2 separate regions of the Bicyclus anynana genome follow, and region 1 is linked to region 2. A link is a contact called in public Hi-C data. All regions are on one chromosome and are shown on one strand. Each heading gives the region's core, a stretch centred on a gene start, on an enhancer-like site or on the middle of the called end of the contact. The rest is flanking DNA. Distances are from core to core; before and after follow the strand shown.

Evidence for each region. A called contact is a pair of places that touch in the nucleus more often than the background predicts.
Region 1: a contact with region 2 is called in a Hi-C map of whole body, with 2.7 times the contacts expected there. The contact joins two enhancer-like sites. A contact is called at or near these places in 2 of 2 Hi-C or Micro-C datasets (whole body and whole larva).

Annotation. Positions count from the first base shown.
Region 1 is chr18:13,609,861-13,613,297 of ilBicAnyn1.1, forward strand. It overlaps LOC112045973, which reads left to right. Exons shown (of 9, transcript XM_024082397.2): 4 at 2,938-3,437. Among protein-coding and RNA genes, the nearest start is that of LOC112045944, 14 kb to the right of the region's middle. Within about 2 kb of position 1,296, at least 7 of the 8 cell types and tissues checked have open chromatin away from gene starts, as enhancers often do.
Region 2 is chr18:13,571,202-13,575,032 of ilBicAnyn1.1, forward strand. No RefSeq gene overlaps it. Among protein-coding and RNA genes, the nearest start is that of LOC112045973, 12 kb to the right of the region's middle. Within about 2 kb of position 1,575, at least 1 of the 8 cell types and tissues checked has open chromatin away from gene starts, as enhancers often do.

The sequences.
Region 1 (3,437 bases), core at 46-2,545, 38 kb after region 2:
AACTTCGTTCGCCGCTAGACCTCCTTAATCCGGCCCTGCATATATTATAATAAATATTATGACCTAACAAATGAACTAACTAAAAATGGCTATGTAGTTAGTCTGTACGCTGTAGAAGTAGGTGCGAGAGGATTACCAGCAAAATCTCTCTATAACTTGCTTAAAGACCTTGGTCTCTCTAGAAGTGCAGCTAGTTTTATATTAGAACGGGTATCCAAAGCTGCTCAAATAGGATCTTACCAAATTTGGATAGGTAGGGAGAATAACACGAGGGGACTTCCTTGAATTCCTTAACCCTACATCCAGTAGTCACAAGTCCTGGACTTTGCACAGTGTTTTTCTCTCTACCACGCGATGGACCCGGCACCTGCACGGTGAATCCATGGAATGCTAAGATATAGCTCTGTAGTTGAAATTAAATTGAAATAATAAAAATAACGATTATTATTGGCATTCAAAGTTTTACTTTTTCTTATTACTTGAATAGCATTTTATGTATTTTTAGCTGATGCTTGCAATTTTTCATGTGTATGCCTGTATGAATTTTACTATTTTACTGTTAATGAACTATCCAAGACAAATGAAGAACATTTACATATATGTCACAGAACATATTCTCTAGATGTGGGAAATGGGCCCACAGTTTTAGATGTAATTAGCATTGACTACCCAGTATCCACTGACAGCTGTCTTCTATATTAACTAACAATAACATTATTAGTATGTATATTATTAACTATTTCTAGTCTATAAAATACCTACAGTTTTACATTAAGTGATCTGAAAATGGCTCCAATGGCAGAAAAATGTAATAAACGGAGTTAAAAGTTAGCATGGTATGGATATGTAATGCAGAGCAATTAAAGTTATTTTACCAGATAAATGTTGATATTGCAAGTGCAAGGATACAAGAGGATATGTATTAAATGAGGATGTAATATGAAACCTAAAGATCCCCGCAAAATACAGCTTTGTCTGCAGTCATTCAGATAAACTAATATTATACAGAGGAAAGATTTGTAACCACTGAACTGATTTGGAAAATTCTTTTACTGTTGGGTAGCATCATTATCCCTGAATGCTATAGGCTATATTTTATCCCTGTATTCCTACTGTAACGTGAACTACACGAGTGAAACCGTACTGCATCTGGTGGTTAATAATAAATAAGCAAGATGGCAGTACATTTCCAGACAAAGTATATCACAAGGAGATGTCCTGCTCTATATGTGTACACATATGCCTGTATTCATCTCAGTTGAGGCATTGTGAGCAGGTAGCAAGGTCAAGGTCACACGTCCTCTTTGTGGATAATTTCCTTGTTCTGAAACCTGTTTCACACGGCCAGTGATCAGTGTTTATACAGGTGTCATGTTTATTGTTTTTACTTTGTTGTAATTCTTGCTGAAGCTTGTAGTTTTTGTTGTAATGTATTAGTAACTAGTGGACACACATAATTGTTTGTGAGAGCAGGTTATAGTAAGTCAACCTTAAAAGATATAAGGCATATGCTGTCCCTGACTTTATAAGAACTTTTAAGAAAAACAATTACTTCAGAAATATTATTTTTATGACTTTCTATGAATTTATTTATTTGTACTTTTCTTTACAAGTTTTTCCTAGATTTTTTACTATTTTAGATGTACGCTAGTAATATATAAATAATATTTTTTACATAAAAATGGAAACGACTTCAAACACATATTTCAATTATTTTAACTTTAACACAATATTATAAACCAATTTTCATGAAAATGAAATGCGGCAGATCTGGAAGTGTACTATTTATATTTTTATTAGTGAACCAATTTTAATTTGAATTCAACTGAAAGACAAGAAGCAAAAAAATATTTTTGAACAATATAGGCAATATTCTATTAATTCCAGTAAAATCCATGGTTCCCATAGTTATTGTGATATTTTTGTGCTTTATGTCATACTTTGTGCCATTTATCTATGGCATTATATATAACTAAAATAAAATAAAAGCAGCAGCTTATTTGAAGAATTCCAATTATTTAGTTGGGTGCAACAAATGATGTAAAGTAATTTAGAATAATCTAATTAATAAATTATCTGAATTACAGTAATCTATGATTACATTACGTCAGTTGACCAATATAATAATTAATATGGGCAACCTTGAATCATGATGATAACCACTAATCAGTCAGATATGGGATTGCTTAATTTAATTTTATTCATTACTTTAATTCATATGTCCTTTAACCGTGATTTTGTAACCTTATATATTATGCAACCGTTATAATGTGTGATTATTTCCTAACTTTTATTTGTGAGTGTTGATGTGAAAACATTTTCCTTTATTAACCATTTTAAACAAACGATTCATCAAACTACAAAAAAGCCACCTGTGACTTAATAGTATTACTCCAATCAGTAAACGAGTCACTATTCATTCACCTGAGGCGTAAATTTTAGCCTGTGTGTCTGTAATTTCACTAAAAATTCGACAGATAATTTAAATATGGTGTTGCATACTGTGTGTATGTGTGTGTGTGAGAATTCACATTTCCATTTTGTATAAAAATCTCTATAAACCGCGGTAATAATACCACCCAGATAACAGATCTGAAAAATGTGATTCATTACATCACTAAATCTTCACAATTCAATCTACAAACTGATCTTGACAATTCAATCTATTGACACTGATTTGTCAGGTTTTTTGCAACAAAAATGTGGATCAAGAACTTATGCAAAGAACAAGTAATGTCTGCTAATTTTCAACAAAAGCTAGAATAACATTTACTTCAGCATGACATTGTCTAAGAGATCTTAGATATTCCACATTTAAAATACTGTTATTTTTGCTTTTAGTGCATCCCTTCCAAATGTATATTTTTCTTAACATCTGTTTCAAAAATACACAAACACCCCGTAAATAGAAACTGAAAATAGTCTTTATTGTTACAGATACTACATCCGGTAGCTTGAATCTCCTCACGCCTTCGTCAACAACTAGTAGGATACGTGATTTCACATCTAGGTTGCAAGAGAGGGCTTCCATTCAACCCAGTTCTACCCCCCAAGCGCCGGTATCCCCAGCCAAAACACCCGACGACACCACCCCAACACCCAGAAGGAATGACAACCTCCTCAAACCACCCCCTAAAATTTTCGTAGATACCTCGAGTCATAGATCTAGGAGCCATTTGAAAAAACGCGACGAAATCCCCCAAAAGAAACCCAGCTATCTAAACCTAGCCTGTTCGGTGAACGGCTATACAAACTTGACAACATACGACTCGAAGCTACGGCAGGATATCAACAAAAGTCGAGAAGCTTCTCCCATCAGACCAATAACACACACATACCAGTATAAAAGCGAGAGTAACTCACTATTGGTCCCTGTACCGGTCAGTGCGAACAAACTGCTGGTGCCGACGTTCGGCCCCCATGATACTAGAACGAAT
Region 2 (3,831 bases), core at 325-2,824:
CCCTACCCTACCCTACCCCTATCCTACTCCTCCCCTACCCTAGACGTTCCATATCCTTCCCCTACCTCTACCTTGCCCCTACCCTACACTACCCCTACCTTATCCGTACCCTACCCTACCCTACCCCACACTTTCCCTAAATTACCCCTACCCTACCTCTATCCTACCCCTTCCCTACCTCTATCCTATCCCTACCCTCAGCAAAATTGGTCCAGCATTTTGTGCGTGGTGCAATGACCAAAAGACTATAATTTCCCAAGCGACTTCTATGCTAATACTATAAAGAGGTAAAGTTTGTGTGGTTGTCGGGGGTAATCTCTGGATCTACTGGACCGATTTGGAAAATTCTTTTACCAATAGAAAGCTACATTATTTGCGAGTGTCATAGGCTATGTTTGGTCCTCATATTCATACGGGAACGGGAACCACGTAATTGAAACCGCGGGGCGTCATATAGCGGCATTTCTGCGACTTTCAGAAATTTTGTATTATCTCCGAAACTATATAACTAATTAACATACTGTAAAGGGCAAATCTTATCTCTATAATATCCTTGTGATTATTAAATAATTTATTTTGATAAGGATTTAAGTTTAGTTGTGTAAATAATGACGTAAACCTTAGTTTAAAATTTAAATAATTTATTAAAGTACTAAAGGTACTATATCTGCTAAAATATAAAAGATAGATATATGGTGTCGCGGACTTTTTTGTAGAACTTTTAAAGGTTCAAAAAGCCTCCATACATTTATTTCAGTTATACGCAATGGTTGAGGCAGCGCATGCGAAAAAGTAAGTTTTTCGGTCTGACCTGTAAGAGAAAACCCGCGACTACTCAGTAGTTATATATGATAGAAATATAAAATATAGCCTATAGCACTCCCCGATAACGTAGCATTCTACTGGTGAAAGAATTTTTAAAATCGGTCCAGTAGTTCCGAAGATTACCCCATTTCAAAAAATTGTTACAAACTTACAAACTTACAAACTTTACCTCTTTATAATATTAGTATAGATTAAGATAATATTTTGTTGATTTATAATTTAATTAAAACTTAAGCGAGTATACATTTTATTTCTATAAACGATTTTTTTTCGTTTCGTTTTAGTTGAGTTTGTCATTTGTCTTCTTTAAGGGAACTGTTTTACTTATAGAAACATCGGAAACGGAAATAGAAATGTCAGAATTCTACGAAAATAATAAATAGGCTTTAACAACAACTACGTAAATTAATATATTAATCAATAATTACCAATAAAAACATAAGACGCCATTTTTCATGAATAATATTGAAAATTAATTTTTCAATATTATTCATGAAAAATTATTCATTAATCTATGATTATAAAGTGCAAAAGGTAAATCCACCAATATAAACTACTCGCAGTCGAAATAGAACGGCATATCTGTAAAAATTTTAGATTTACAGAATAGTTGAATGTTCTCAAAAAAACAACAACAGTGAATTCATTAGTTCAAGATGCAAAAAGAATTATTTATTTACTGTACAAAAATGCGGCAATCCTAAATTGACTTTTTCTTCACTAAACTTTTGTTGATTTTAATATGGCAACCTTGTCAGCGAATCAATCAATTGTGTTTCGCGAAGATGGTTTTTGCGCATAAAAACTATTTGTTTTCATTAAATGTGCGGTAATTATATTCAAGCAAAACTCATAAAACGTGAAAAAACTGTTCAATACTTTCATGTAAATAGATTATAAACTTACTTTAATTGCTGTGGCTGTACAATTCGTGATCCTTGCTCCGGGTCGGCAGGTAGGTGTTGTTTTTATTATTTTTTTTTATTCCCAAGTTCAAGTTTAGAACCTCTTTGTTTCAAACTATTATCGAACGTTATTTTGATACATATTTTAAATTAGTATTCTATTTTTAAAGTTGGTTTAGGTACATAGCTAATTAACGGACGGTAGGACCTCAGTGTCAGTATTTATTTGTTTACCTGCTACCTGTTAATTTTATTTTTAATGATAAAATAAATCGTGTCTCGCCTAATTAATCAATCTTAACAATATTTTATAAAAATATTATTTTTAGTTACAATGTATTTAAATACGCATTTAAAAATAAAATTGAAATATTTATACATGCATTGAAAAATTGCTAAAGCTTGATTTTAGTTATAGCTATATTAATGTCTGCTAATAAGTGGGTGTGCCTCATGGCCTCAATTGAACTAGGAATAGCAATAAAATATAAGTTGGTTTTTTTATTTAATAAAATTATATTAACCATGTCTTTTAAAACATGATTGATATTCACCATTACCCTCTAACTAAGAAAAAGTTTCAGGATTCAGCGTAAAAGTCAAGAGTTAGAACATAGAACCTTGTATTTAGTCCAATTAGCGTTGCCAGGGGTCTAGATCAAGCCAGACACAGTTGGGCTTTTTGATTGTGTGTCCGGCCAAAACAAACGGTGTCGAACTATACCTATAGAGACACAAAGTTCTCAATAATGTGTCCGGCCTTTTCACCCTTGCACTGGACTTATTGGACTTCGTGACCTGGCAACCCCAAGTCCAACGCCTTAACTGTAGACTGATTTACTGATACCATAGCCCAGAAAATGCATAATCTCTTTGCTAGCGGGGTGGTGGCTCTTATGTAAGAATTAGTATTTAAATATCAGAATGTCAAATAATATTGACCATATTGTTGGCTAGTACACTATCTATAATACTACTAATTATTATTTATTATTGATGTCTCGCACAACTGGCAGAGACCAGAGTGTATATAAGTTTAGACGAATGTATAAATTCTTCTTTGACTAACTTATAATCCACAATGGGTGTAGACAATAGCCATTTCTAAAATGTTTTGAATGTGTTGACTCAGATTAGTATTTAAGATAATAAGCCTGCACTGTCTAATGATGTAAAGTAATATAATTACATTAGTTTTCTGTTCTGTTTTTTTGTGTTCATTACTTCAGGGTTTAGGGTATAACACATTCGCCACACATCTTCGCCATTCGACGGCCGCGTGGCGCATTGGGTAGTGACCCTGCTTTCTGCATCCACGGCCGTGGGTTCGATTCCCACAACTGGAAAATATTTGTGTGATGAACATGAGTGTTTTCCAGTGTCTGTGTGTATTTATACATTATATAAGTATTTATATGTAGTATATAATTGTATATTAATATTATAATATCAACTATCTTAGCACCCATAACACAAGCTACTCTGTATGCTTACTTTGGGGCTAGATAGTGATGCGTATTGTTTAAGTATATTTATTTATTTATTTATTTATTATTATTTATTTATTTATCTGCTTTTAGTTCTTTACTGATCACAGATAAACCCAGAGAAGAAAAACAAAAATACTTTTATTTGAATGTATTAATATGAAATACATAAATCATAATAGTCATTTACAAAGCTAATAAGCTAATAACGATTGAGCTTATTTGATTATTTAAAACGTCAAACAGAAAAAATGTTTGCCTACCAAAATGGTTACAGAATAAAATCATGTTCATGATAGTCTAATAGACAGAAATCTATATTATTATCCATTGTATTTTTATTTACTTTTAACCTGTAAAATATTTTGTGTTGTCAGAAGCCATTATCATATCTACTTAAAAGGTGATAAAACAAAAATGCATTATTATCTTGGTTTTTAAGTAATTCCACTGCTATCTGAAAGCTTCTGTAGTTATGTATGCACTTTGGGCTGAAGATAAAATATAGGTTAAGTCTGACCTCTGAATGGTCATTAGAAGTCAGACATTTTCAGACTAATTTTACATATTTACAGTCAACTTTATGTCAAGGAATTCCTTAACCCTACATCCAG